Regions from separate parts of the Rattus norvegicus genome. Here region 2 is linked to region 1. Evidence: chromatin contacts called from public Hi-C data. All regions are on one chromosome and are shown on one strand. Each heading gives the region's core, a stretch centred on a gene start, on an enhancer-like site or on the middle of the called end of the contact. The rest is flanking DNA. Distances are from core to core; before and after follow the strand shown. Region 1 holds the start of Tmsb10l3 (thymosin beta 10 like 3). Region 2 holds the start of Nabp1 (nucleic acid binding protein 1).

Evidence for each region. A called contact is a pair of places that touch in the nucleus more often than the background predicts.
Region 2: a Hi-C map of the A7r5 cell line shows a contact between it and region 1, with 2.9 times the contacts expected there. The contact joins the promoter of Nabp1 here to the promoter of Tmsb10l3 in region 1. A contact is called at or near these places in 12 of 12 Hi-C or Micro-C datasets (the A7r5 cell line, the Rat2 cell line, Schwann cells and 7 more) and 1 of 1 datasets of contacts at active chromatin or transcription factors (oligodendrocytes).

The regions. Positions count from the first base shown.
Region 1 is chr9:57,464,480-57,471,843 of GRCr8, reverse strand. It overlaps Tmsb10l3 (thymosin beta 10 like 3), which reads left to right and starts at 4,473. Exons shown (of 1, transcript XM_039084568.2): 1 at 4,473-4,879. The coding sequence starts at 4,530. The coding sequence ends at 4,748.
Region 2 is chr9:57,617,315-57,624,266 of GRCr8, reverse strand. It overlaps Nabp1 (nucleic acid binding protein 1), which reads right to left and starts at 5,326. Exons shown (of 6, transcript NM_001014216.2): 1 at 5,055-5,326; 2 at 4,707-4,845; 3 at 2,972-3,043; 4 at 1,769-1,844; 5 at 1,113-1,164; 6 at 1-17. The coding sequence starts at 5,145.

The DNA.
Region 1 (7,364 bases), core at 3,224-5,723:
TTGCTCCTTTGGCCAACAACTTGATTAAATGTATCTCATTCCCAGTATTTGGTGATTTGGTGACAAGAGATGTGCAGTGGGGCTCTGTCTCCCCCATTATTTGGAGATTTCATCTTGATTGGCTCCATATACATAAATATTTTAGAAAGCTTCTACTGTATTGGGTTTCCATCCAACCCCTCAAATGGCCCTTAGTTTTAGCTGTCCCTGCCCACATTTCTTCCCTCGACCTCCGTCCCCATTTCCTCTTCATTTGATCCCCCCTCTTTCCAACTCCCACCTCAGCCATCAATAGCTATGTATTCATTCTATTTCTGCTTCCTAGGGAAATCCATCCCTCCCACCTACTCCCATACTCTCTACCTAGAGTCTTGAGGCTAATGGAAGATGAGGGTATGTTTGAGATCAGGGTAGGACACAGAGCAAGAGCCTGTATCAAAAACAAATTAAAGAATGAATAATGTATTTAAAGTCTGTTGGTCTTAGCATATGACTATGCCAAGCCTTAGTTAACTTCCTGGTATCAAGATTATTATTTATACCCAGGTTTTTCAAATTATTAGAAACCACAGCAACTACTGCCCAGGTGCCTTATTTTGTATATTTATATTTCCTCAGACTCATTTCATAGGAGTGAAATTGCTGTATTTATGAGCACTGACAACCATAGTGGGTACCAGAGTCATCAGACTATCTGGATTAAATGCTAGACCTATAGCTGTTTGTTTGTTTGCTTGCTTGTTTGTTTGAGACAGGGTTCCTTTGTGTGGCCTTGGCTATCCTGGTTGTTCTGTAGACCAGTTTCACCTTGAACTCAGAAAGATCCACCTGCTTCTGCCTCCTGGGTGCTGGGATTGAAGGCGCGTGCTACCACCACCCAGCATGACTTTCAGCTTTTTAGTGATGTGACTAAATAAATTAGGTTTTATTTTTTATATGTGTGATATATTCATGTATATGTTTTATATGTATATTTGTGTGAGGATGCATACACACATACATGACAGAATGTGTAGAAGCTAGAAGTCAATGGTGGATGTCTTCCTCTATGACCCCACCTTATGTCTGAAGTAGTCACTCACATAGAATCAGCTTACTGATTCACCAAGACTAGCTGGTCACTGAACTTCAAAGATTGTTTTATTTCTTCCTCCGTGCCTTAGATTACAGGTCATTCCATGTCCCCAACTTTTCCATGAATTTTCATGTCCTAACTTGGGTCATCATGTTTGTATAGCAGGCACTTTACCAACCAAGCCATCTCCCTCCCAACCCCAAATTCTTTACTCTTTCTTTGACTTGGTATCTCTATACAAAATGAAGATAGTAATAATACATAATTCATAAGATTGCTGAGAAATTAAGCAATACAGAGAATGCTCTGGAAACAGCTTCAGGGATAAAGTGCTGAGCACACATTTTATTGATACTATGAACATCTTTAAGAGTCTCAATGCATACATAGTAGGGTATATAAAACATAATTTCAACCCTGAAGCATAGAAACAAAAACCTCTAAAGCCATGTAGCCCATGCCTCCAGTCCCAAGACTCAGGAGAGAAGCAGAAAGATCAGGACTCAAGTCCAGCCTTGACTATAAAGCAAATTTGAGCCAGGCCAGATTACAGGAGACCCCATCTCGAAAAAGAAAAAAAAAAAAAACAAAAAACTTCAGAACCCAATCTCACCATATTCTAACACTCATGAAAAACAACAGTTCTTGTTGCAGAAATTTAATCTGAGGAAATAAACCAACACACAAAAAAATTAATGTTCATGTTTATTAGTTGCAATAAATTTTCTACACTGAAGTTTGGCACCTGACCACAAATGTCAAAGGATAAAAGTTAAAATTAGTTCCCCACCTCGAACCAAGCAGGCAGACTATAGCAGGTCTAAAGCTTGGACAGAAGTGACTTTAGGTAATCTGCTCTAAGATTCCATCCTTGGGAGGTAAAACCATAGGAACCATCACTATGAACTTAACAATCCTCGTTTGCTGTGCAACATACTCTAAAGGGCCAGAAAATGCAATTATCAGGCAGTAATAGAGAAAGAGAAGAATCAGGGAAGGAAGCAAAACCTCTTTGTGAGTCATGGTGGCCCATCTACTGCAGGCTTGAGGAAGGAAATGGAGGAAATCATTCCTTGGAAATGGATGACAGGGCATCGATACCTTGAACTGTGTAAGCTTCCCAAAGAGGAGGTAGAAAATCAGAGCTGCTAAGTCCTCAGCCAGTGATGGGGGAGCTTCTACCGCATACATTAGGTGAATGGGAGACTCGGCTCAAGACCTTGTCACAGGTTGTAATCAAAGTTCTTGAGAGATGAGGGCGGGAAGGGTCATGAGACTCAAAGCCGGTGGCAAAGGTGAAGACAGAGGGAGGGGGAGGGGAATACTATCAGGCTTATTCAGTATAAAATTCCCTCATTATGAATTATTGCCTTCCAAGGCTCTGGAGACACGAGTTAGCAGTTAAGGGCCTTTGTTGCTCTTTCAGAAGACAAGAGTTTGGTTCCCAACACACATGTATGGCAGCTCACAGACACTTGTAACTGTCATTCCAAGGGACCTAACACCATCTTCTAGCTTCCACAGGCATCTCACACACACACACACACACACACACACACTCACACACTCACACATAAATAAAAATAATCTTTAAAAACTAAATTGTCTTCTAGAAAGCATATATCAATTGAATCTGTAATGAACAGTATGCCTAAGTCGTTTTGTCTGTCACCAAGAAACATCATGCTCTGTAATTTGGTTGCCCAAACAGACTTTAGTTGTGTTAAGAGAATCGGGGGGTTGGGGATTTAGCTCAGCGGTAGAGCGCTTGCCTAGCGAGCTCAAGGCCCTGGGTTCGGTCCCCAGCTCCGAAAAAAAAAAAAAAAAAAAAAAAAAAAAAAAGAAGAGAATCGAGTGGCTGACACCAATATTGCTAGGCAAGTATTCTTTAATAGCGAATAAGTAATTTGGCATTTTGCTTTATCTGACAGTGAGATTCAGAGACTCATGAACCTGAGTTAGCCTGACCCGAACAGAACCACTTCTCATGGAGATGATGCCATGTGGTACCATGACCAGCCAAAGCCGGATAGTGTCTCCAGAGACCAGTCAAGGCTGGACAGTGTCTCCAGAGACCCACAGTGCTGGGCTGGCCTCCAAGGCCCTCTGGGAGGCCAGCTGGCTGCCAGCTCTGCCTCTCTTTAGCCCCCGTTTAAACTGAAACAAGCGGAACAGCAGGTTTTGAGGAGGGAGGACGGGAAATGGCCTCAAGGGACTGAGAAACTGGCTGTTCACAGAATAAGAAACCCAGCATCTAATTGCAAGGCAGCTAATCGTAGAGCATCTAATTGAGAGGGAGCATTTGAACAAGGAGCAGAAATAACCCTGACTCCATTCAGCTGAGAATGCGGCCCCAGCAGCCTGGCAGTGAACAGTTCCGTTACGAACAGAAGCATCAGGGCTGCGTGCAGCACACAGGTGCTGGTGACGGGGCATGTGCACATTACCATGACAGGCAAACACAACACCAGGAAAACATTTTATCTTCCTGCTTATCCCCAGAAGGATTAATAACCAGAGGGAGTGGGGAGCTGCGTTCTTCTTCGTTTGGAAATGAGCTACCACTAATGCCAAGCTCTCCAAGTTTATAGAGCAAATACCTGCTCGCACTAAAACTGCCACATGTTATAAACCTCACCAAGGAAGTGAATCCATCACATTCTCTCTCCCTTAAGAATGGTTTTTCCCTGGAGTACATAACCCATTACTGCATATCTTGTAGAAATCAAATGCAGGCTCTCTCTGCTACCACAGAACAAATCGCTTTTGTAGAAAAATGCACAAATCATAACATTTTGTTTTGCTTTAGCTTTGAGGCTTTTTATGGTTATTGTTTTGTTCTTTTCCCTTGTTTGCAGGCGGCGGCAATCCTTAAGACATTTCTGGACTTAGCCCCAGGCAAGGAAGGTTTGGTACCCAGCCTTGGTCACCAGACCCTGAGTCAAGGGTGGCCCTGAAGCCAGCTCTGGACCTCCCAGTGCTAACAACTTTCATTTACTCTAAGCCATTTTCTGACTCAGTTTCCCTCCATTTCATACAGATTTTTTTTATTTGATCCCTCTGACAGAGAAAATGTTTCTGTCGTGTCACTGCCTGTTACCAGACTGTTCTGTGGAATCTGGAACTGTCACTCAGCATTGTGCCCCAGGTCCAACATTGATTTGGTACCTGACGAACCATCTAATACATATTTGAGGAAAGACGGCACAGTTAAAAAGAATGAGACAAATATATTTAAATAAGAATTTTAAAGGGATCTAATGGCTAATTACAATGCTAGAATTTAAGAAAATTAATATTTGCATAATGCCAACTATAAACGATCATTCATTCTCACACAACTGAATCCTAGCAGGCACTCTACACTGACTACATTTCCTGCTGCCTTTACAAAGGCAGGCAGCTCTTAAAAATCAGGTGATTTCTGAATGAAATTTAGAAATGTCAAGTAAGAATGATTAACTGGGTCTCTTGCTGCAGCAACGCGAGTGGGAGTACCTGGAGTGCGAGCTCGGAACGAGAATCCATGAGTTGTAAGAAAATGGCAAACAAGCCGGACGTGGGGGAAATCGCCAGCTTCAATAAGGCCAAGCTGAAGAAAACCGAAACGCAGGAGAACACCCTGCCGACCAAAGAGACCATTGAACAGGAAAAGAGGAGTGAAATCTCCTAAAAGCCTAGGAAGATTTCCCCAGCCCACCCCTTCATCTCCAAGACACCCTCGTGATGTGGAGGAAGAGCCACCGACAAGATGGACCAGAGCCGCAAGCTGCACTGTGAACCCGGGCACTCCGCGCGGATGCCACCGGCCCGTGGATCTCTGAAGGCCCCCCCCCCCCCCAATAATAGGACTGCCAAATTTCGCCGGTTTGCCCTGGGATAGTATAGAAAATTATTTGTAGGATTGATGAAAATAAAACACACCTCGTGGCAAAAAAAAAAAAAAATGAAACTGTAAAACTCTCAATACTCAGTCTCTTTCTTATATTTTTGCCTTATCAATGCCTAACCAGTTAGGTGCCTATTTTTTTTTTTATAAGGTAAGTTCTTCGTGGAAAACAGGAGGAAGCAAAGATGTATTTTTCTCAAGGAGAAGTTTTGCATGCTGTGTTAGACCATTTTGAATGCTGGAACTCATTATGATTCCTTCAATGCAATAGAGTGTGAGTGCAGACAGTGGCATGATACGCTAGGGAGGTGACACCACATACAGCTTAATCTGTGAGGATGCACAACTGTTCTGCTGATGCTGTGGTGCTGGAGGTATTGCTAGTAACGACCAAAGGAACAGCATTTTAAGAATGGACTTAACTTGGGGTGATCCTACTGTGACTTCCTACAGACTGACCATGGGCAACCTTAGTTATTACTTTCTTCTAAAGATAGAGTCTAGAGAAGGTTTAACCTTAGTTTCCTGTTGGGTTGATTGTAGAGAAACATGATTTGCTGTACCAAATCATGCCTCTTTGCTTGGCTGAAGCCTTTGTTGGCATAAGGCCATCTCAAGAAGACTAGTTTTCCCTCTACTAATTTCTGTCCAGTCATTACAGGAAGATGTTAGGCAGAGCTGACTACTAGAATTTTGGACAACTTTGTTGGGGGCATGGTGGAGTTCAGAGGCCCACTGATTGCAGCTAGAATATCACTGGAGATAAGGCCTCTCGATAATGTTTTTCATTCTAGGATCACTGAGTTCATTTCAGCCCAAGAAAGAAAATTTGGTGTGAATAAGAGATCTTTTTGGAGAGGTGGCTCTATGGTTAAGAGGCTGTTCTTCCAGAGGTCCTGAGTTTAATTCCCAGCAACCAGATGATGGCTCACAATCATTTGTAATGGGATCTGATGCTCCCTTCTGGTGTGTCTGAAAACAGCTACAGTGTACTCATAAAAACATAATAATAAATAAATCGTTTTAAAAAAAGAGATCTTTTTGAACAATTCTTTTTAAGAGAATTACCCCGAAGCCTATCTCCTATACACAGTTCATGAGTTGTTTGCCATTTTAAGAAATAAAAACATATAGTTAGGGTTGGGGATTTAGCTCAGCGGTAGAGCGCTTGCCTAGCAAGCGCAAGGCCCTGGGTTCGGTCCCCAGCTCCGAAAAAAAGAAAAGAAAAGAAAAAAAAAGTCTCCCAACCAAAAAAAGCTCAAGACAAGATGGGTTTATTGCAGAATTCTATCAGACCTTCAAAGAAGACCTAATACCAATGTTCAACTGTTCCACAAAATAGAAACAGAGGGAACACTACCCAATTCTTTCTATGAAGCCACAATTACACTCATACCTAAACAAGACAAAGACCCAACAAAGAAAGAACTTCAGACAAGTTTTCCTTATGAATATTGATGCAAAAATACTCAATAAAATTCTCACAAACCAAATCCAAAAAAAAAACATATAGTTGATGAATTTGTGATAATCCCCAAAGTAATTGTTTAAACACAAAGTAATAACATGTCTAAATTCTAGGTTCTTAGGAGAAGTTCGAAGGCCATGTGCTACAAAATTTTAATGTATCTATTCAAAGAGAAATGAAGTAACAAAAAACTCCATTTTGAAGTCTGGAAAAATTCTGAATATAATCACACCAACATTCAAAAATGTCCTTGAACTTTACCATAGAATATAATATGCCCTTCATAGTAAGCCTTTAAAGTTTGTTTAATTTTAATTGTGTGTGTGTGTGCGTGCGCGTGTGTGCGTGCGCGCGCGCGCGCGCACAGGCATGCCTGTGCCCATTCATGTGCATGTGCGTGCATGTATGTGTGTGTGTACAGGTGCCCACCAAGGCCAGTCGTATCAGATCCCCTGGAGATGGAGGCTCTTGACCTGAGTAATGGGAACTGAACTCTGGTCTTCTGTAAGAGCACTATACTCTGTTAGCCACTAAGTCATCTCTGTAGTATCAAAGTCCCATTTTTAGGTGCTAGATTTCCTCTGTACTTAAACTTTTCTCCCTTCTTCATCTGTCCTTTAACACCTGGAAATAGAGGAGCAAATCCTCTGAGTGACATTGCCCTGTGTTTCCCTCAAATACCAGTCTTGGTTTAATTTTCACACATTGACAAGCAAAGGAGAAAGCTTTGTTGCTGTTGGAACCTGAGAGGTTCATGATGGAAAAGCACACACAGCCCGTTAAACAAAGCCTCTGGTTTTACAGCCTATATATACTGCGGCCTGGTGTGAAGGACTAGTACCAGCCAGGGATGCCCCTTCAATCTCAATCACCTACCATTCAAGTCAGCATCAATCTACTCAAGTTTCAGAAGTCCCTTAGCAATCTCTTCA
Region 2 (6,952 bases), core at 4,077-6,576, 150 kb before region 1:
AGTCTGAACACCATTTCCTAAGAACACACACACAAAAAAAAAAAAAAAAAAAAAATAATCATCATTTTCAGAAATGGTCCATATTTGCTACAGAAATGCAATCGTTAAAGTTCACCCACACACTATGACGCTGTCAAATACCAGGAAAAACAAGCACTTTTTAATGAAAAGATGTGAGCTCTGTCTATTAACAAATACATTACTTGGTACTGAATGACTAGAAAGCGGGGAAAACAACGTGAGCATTAAGACTAAGAACAGGGTATAAAAACAAACACACCCCAAAAAATGAACTGCAGAGAAATGTTTGAGTGCTCCTGTTCGGCTCTGTATTTGAGTACTGGTGTTTGACTCAAATACAGTTAATGTTTCAATGTAATCAAGCTAGTGGTGGACACAATGGTTTTCCACAATGGGAACTGGTCAAATAAGCCTCCTGCTACCCTAATCAACTCCAATTACAGAAAGATAGATACATCTTAAAAGACATATCCTAGGTTATTCAAAGACAAAGAATTTTTAGAGCTCCAAGATCACTGGTCAGAGGTTTGAGGAAGACAGACTGCTCTTTTTAAAACAGCAGCTAACCAAGAGCGTGTGCAATGTTAAGGTGCTCTCTGCTCCACAGCACCATGTCTGGATAGGTATCTAGCAGTGTCCAAGACAACCAATAATTCTGCATGTATTATAAATAACCATTACAACAAAGACACTGGTAAAATAAGAAAAATAAATAAAAGATCTCATCAGAGGGTCACCAAAATTAATCTAGTTATAATTAATATTTGTCATAATAGGTCTCAGTGTTTAAATAAGAATGTGCTAGGGTTGGGGATTTAGCTCAGTGGTAGAGCGCTTGCCTAGCAAGCGCAAGGCCCTGGGTTCGGTCCCCAGCTCCGGAAAAAAGAAAAAAAAAAAAAAAAAAAAAGAATGTGCTTAATATACTAGCTGGACAAGTGTCTTCCACCTTCCCCCAAATCTTTTATTTGTGTGAACTTGTTTACTAGGAGTTCCTCTTTAACACTAAATTATGCATTAAGAGAATTTTCCCTTTACATTTCTCATAATTCCTATAATGTCTACATATCATCACAACTATGGAAATATCTTACCCACTGTCCCGAATATACTGGTGTTCATTTTATCCTTCTGTTCATTTTGTACCTAAAAGACAAAAGCAACATATTTATAAAATAATTTTTTTAAATATTAAGGGTTTTAAAAATGATTTTCAACAATATTTAAAGGTTTGTCCAAATCCATTCAATGTTAAAGTATTCGGAAATCTTTCTCAAGTCTCTTATAGCTTTTATTATACTCAATACTGGCTGATATTTCCTTCAAGTCTGCAAAGTACTAAAAAGCATGTGTTAGAAATTGTATACAAACTCACAGAATGTAATGAAGGCTACTTTAAGGGTTGTTTTGTTTTGAGATCGGGTCCCATGTCCCTAAAGTAGCCTCGCACCCGCACCCGTATGTAGTCAGGATGACTTTGCACTTCCTATCCTACTTCCAGCCTCCTAAGAGATGGGACTTCAGACATGCCCCAGTGTTTGTCTTTCGCAGTACTTGTCGGCAGAGCCCAGGGCATCATGTATCCTAGACAAGCAGGCTATCAGTGCAGCTATATCCCCAGTCCTCAAGATTGTTTTATAATTCTTCTCATTACACTGTGGACATCAGAGGCTTACCCTGCTGACAGAACTATGGTACACAGTCAACTTAACCCAACCCTAAAAATATACCATATTTTTTGATTAATTACCACTCTGTTCTGCTGTCCTCTATAATCTGGGTTTGGCTCACTGAAATTTGGCACTTCTGAATACACCATACAAAATCTGAAATAAAGGACAAGTTAAATGACTTCAACTTTTTTGTATAATCTCCTTAACTTACAAGAATAAAAACCTTAGGTGTCAAATATTACCTTAACAGTAGCACGTTAACTAAGAACAATCATAGCTCTTCAATTCTAAAATGAACTAGATCCAGTTTGGGAAAATCTTAAATTGACCCTGACAAAGAACAGCTATGAGGAAATGAGTAACTTCCTGTGGTTCTTTACCTAGCTGACCACCATTATTGCAGAATCTCTGTATTTATGACTATCTAGCCAGATCCTGCAATTGTGCCCCACAGACCTTCATAACACATGACTCTAAGGAGCATCATTCTGCATACGAACCTACACCAGTCCCAACAATCACCTTCCTGATGAAGTGGTAACTCAGATTCTGATGTTTAATCAGATTACACTTTTTCCCTTTCATATTAACCAAGACACAATTCATCTCTGGTATGAGTTTTCCTCTCTCTTTTTTAGTTCCATTTATGACTTCTCTACTCCAATCTAATGAGCACTAAGATATATCTAAGCATTAGCAACCAAAGAGAATGGACTAACAATTTGGCTCATTATGTATAACACACATTATGGATGAAACCCAGACAGGTAGGCTAACATGGAGACTAAAACACTTTTATACTCCCCACATGTTCCTGCAGGTCAGGATGCAGTCATTACCCACATGGCACACACTAATTGTGGCTGTATGTACTATACATAGAATAGGACAAACAGAAGGCTTCAACTTTCACTACTTAAAGTCCCTTTAACTCTAGTACAAATTCATCCATAGAGACAATGAAAACTATAGATCAAAACCCATGTCTAGATTCTATTTTAGTAAATCAAGAGAGACTACTTCAAATGACACCTGAAAGACACATTTTTCTAATGTTACAGACAGGGCTCCACTGGAGCTTGTCTAAACTCAGGTCTGCTGGGAAAAGTTCACCTTCTCAACCACAGGGAGCAGAACTGATAGTGTTTAAAACAGTTACCTACCTACGGCATAAAGCCAAGTCTTCACAGGCCAAATGAGTGGCTTACAGTTTATACTTACCAATTATTCTATAAACATTATTTGAAATTTAATTAAACAAAATGCACTTTAATACTTACTCTCCAATTTTTTGAAGTTCACCACCTCTTCCAGTATAAAGTGTCAGGCATCCTTTCCACATTGATGCATATCTAGAGGAAAAGTAAATTATGCTTTCAGTAGAATGTATAGTATTTTCTTTTATAGTTATTGACATGGTCAAGGATGATATAAGTCATCTACTTCTGCAGATCGCAGTTCTCAAACTCCTCAAAGTTTGGCACAACTTTATAAAGGAGCTAAAAAAAGACCACTAACCTTCCTCTTGCCCTGCTGGCCTTCCCAAATTTTGCAAGTTTTAATATCAACATAATGAAACCAATTGTTTAGTGTGAACAATTTTAAATGTGAATGACATCATTAAATCTAAGGAAAATATAATCTAATCGAGTTAGCAGAATCAGACCAAAGTCTGGTTTTTTTCAATGTATTTTTGTACAACTACCAAGGTAACTTCGTGACTAAAAACATATTATGATTAGTAGTAGTATTGTAGTTCTCCCCATAACCCCCAAAAGAAGCAATTCTCTTTTGTGGGAAAAGCTATGAAAGTTAAGAAGATGTAATTTAATGTCACAATGACTCGGTGAATAAGAATAAGATGCCTAAGTTCTGACTCTCACTTCCTGCTTTGATGACACTTTACCTCACTTCCTGAAAATGCTGTAAGGCCTGTAAGATAGTATCAAAGAGCTCCTGCCCAAAGACTCAATACTTCTTAGATTCTCTTAGCCCAACAGCAATTGCCAACTATTTTTCTGATGGCTACCAATAAAGTTATCACAATTCTCTCAATCACAGAAGCTTCCATATTCTACTTTCTAAGATTCTTTCCTGGACTTCTCTTAAGACCAACATTTGGTAAAAATTTCAAGTCTATGAAAAAAAGTACTCTATCTCCATAACCAATTAAATATTCTGAATGGATCAAAGATGCTCTCTCCTGCCACTTGGTGTTTTATTTTGGTTTTCATGAAACACTGATCTTGCTGAGTACATGTGACCACAGAAATGTTAAATTCAAGCTGGGACTGTAAGTCAGATGGCAGAATGTTTGCTTGGCATGCAGAAGGCATTTTGTTCTTTCCCCAGGACGTTTCGGTACCCGCCTGGAATCCTACCACCTGGGGAAGTGGAGGCAGGAAAAAGCAGAAAATCAAGGTCATTCTCTTGGGCATCTTAAAGTTCAAAAAGAACCTGGAATACAGGAGACACTGTTTCCAAAATGAAGGCAAAATTAGGAGTTAAATTCCCCAGCTATTCAATTTATGTCCATACCACCTAAATGATGAGTACAAATAAGGTACTGAAAGGATTTCATGGTACAAGGAAGGAGGTGGAAGACATGGAGTGACTAAAAAGGAAATGTGTCCAAGTGGTGTGGCACAAAAAACTGATTTGGCAGCCAGGTCTCTGTAGGTTCGAGGACAGATTAGTCTATAGAAATTGCTCCAGGTTATATAGAAAAACCCAGTCTCGAAGAAAGGGGAAAAAAAAAGGGGTAATGTGGTCTTTATCGGCCTCACTGATAAAGGCTCACAAACTTCTGTGGTATTTTCAAAATAAAATTAACCTTTAAGATTGGATGATAGGAGTTAATTCCCTACTTAAAACAAGGTAGCTGTGAAAGGTGAGCTGCCCAATGCTGTCCACTAAAACGGCTCACTTCTTGAAGTGGCCCATGGAAGAGCCCGGCAAGTTCTGAACCCCGGAAGTCGGCCAACCCCACACCTACCCCAATTTATGCACACCTACCCTCTGGTCAATCGAATAATATCCCCTGTCTGTATGAGCCCTCCGATCTCATCCCACACAGAAATAGTGATGCTTCCCGTTCTATCAGCTACTTTGCAGGATCTCACTTCATGGCCGTCTTTGGTTTTGGTCACTCGTCCTGTGAAGATTTAAAAAATCAAACAGGGGAGAAGGAAAGATGTGTTAGATAAGGAGTCCATTCGAGAGAGCTGTCTCACCCTCCTCTGGCATGCTACGTGACTGACTTCTGTCCCCGGGTAGGAGTCTCAGCTGGGAGCACGTGGGGTCGCGGGCGGGGAAGAAGTCCGAGCGCTCGAGGGTGTGGGGCGGGCTGCGGACCTCACTTACCTATCTCCAGGACAATAAAGACGACATTTAAGTTTTTCAGTCCGGCCTTAATGTCTTTTATAAAAAGAGGAGGGTCGTTGACCCCATGCATACTGAGAGGCAGGTGCGGCTAAGCTTCAGAGACCCTCTAAGCAAGGCTTCCCACCCTCCGAGGCCAGGGGCAGAGCCGGGGGCAACCTGAGGCAGGCCTGGCGACCAGAGTCGGGAAGCGGTTATTCAGGGGCCGGGGAAACCAGCCCTAGAGGCGCCAAGCCGAAAGGGGGAAAAAAAAATGGAAGAGGGGAGTGGGGGTCGGGGGAGACTCTCACAAGTTCCAAAATCAAAAAAGCACCCCGAGACCGCTCCCAAGTGGGCGGCGAGCAAACGAGCGTGCAGACTGCCGCCTCCGCTAAGGGAAAAGGGAACAGGGGACGGCCCTGCCCGAGTCCCGCTTTCCCTCAAACACACGCACACGCGCGCGCCCCCTCAGTCCCAGGCTCCGGGAAGGTACGTGACAGCAAAACAGCAACGCTGTACACCAACCACGCAGCCCGCGTCCGAAACAGCAACCGGCGAATGCGCCCTCAGCTTTATTAAGCCGCGCCCCGCCCCTTATGGCGTCACGCGACGTCACCACGCCCACTAGCACGCCTCTGGGGCGGAGCCCAGCGCCAATGATCACGCAGCCTCTCTAGCTCCTCCCCTGCTGTCAGCTCAAGCCCCGCCCCCAGGCCGTCCAATGGGCTCTCGGCCACACCCTCTTCCCGCCGGTCGCGCAGGTTTCCGGGTTTCTGTAGGGCTGTGTCTTTTGCTGCTCGGAGGGAACTTAGGCTTCTTTACCTAGTTCCTCAGGAGCCTTCAGTTCGGTCACCTTTGCCCTTTAGGATCAAGGAGGGAGAGAAAGATCGAACTGAAGGCTCTCAAGAAAGAGTTTCCAAGTCGCAGGGAACTTGGCGATCAACTTCTTACTTTAGAGGTGTTTAAATTGGGACCCAGAAACACCACGTCGTCTTTTTAAAAGCAATTTGTAAACCTGTTCTCATGCTGATAATAACCATACACAGTTAAGTTCCACAGATAATTCATTTTTTCTTTAACCCTTTTCTTTAAATTTGGCTTTTATATAACTAAGGTGAATTAATCATACACTGGTGAAAAAGAACCTTAAAACAAAACCTAAAAGGGAGGGGTGTACGTTTTACAACCAAACAAGCTGGAGCTGGTGCCTAATTGTGTGAACTTGAAAATAGTTGGTTAAGCTTCCTAGCCAGAATTTAATATTCTGAACAATAAAACTAAGATCCTTACCTCATAAGGGAAGAAATGGGGTCATAAATAAATTGCCCAAGTGATGTAGCAAATAGATCCGTGATCAATATTTCATTTCATCAGTTTTCTATTGAAAATAATAACCTGTTATTTAGTCTCGTGATGAGTGATAATTTTAACCCCATTTTACAAGTAATAGAACTCACTAGAGAATAACCAAACAGGGTTTCAATTTAGGCAATCTTGACTCTAGGAGGCTTCAACCAGAAATATTTTATGTTGAAGTAGTGTGATTGTAAGGCTCCAAAACAGACTGAAGAAGTAAAATGGAAAGAGCAGAGTATATTCTAGTATAATAGACAGTCATATAAGCAAATGCTGTGGAAAATAGAGAACTTCTATATCAAAGCATGTGGGACTGGAGAGCTGGCTCAGGGGTTAAGAGCAGTGACTGCTCTTCCAGAGGTCTCGAGTTCAAATCCCAGCAACCACATAGTGGCTCACAACCATCTGTAATGGGATCTAATACCCTCTTCTGATGTGTCTGAAGACTCAATAAATAAATAAATTTTAAAAAAAGAAACATGCTTCTGTTTTCCTTTCAGGATAATATCGGCAAACAGCATAGACATATTGCTAGAAACATTTTT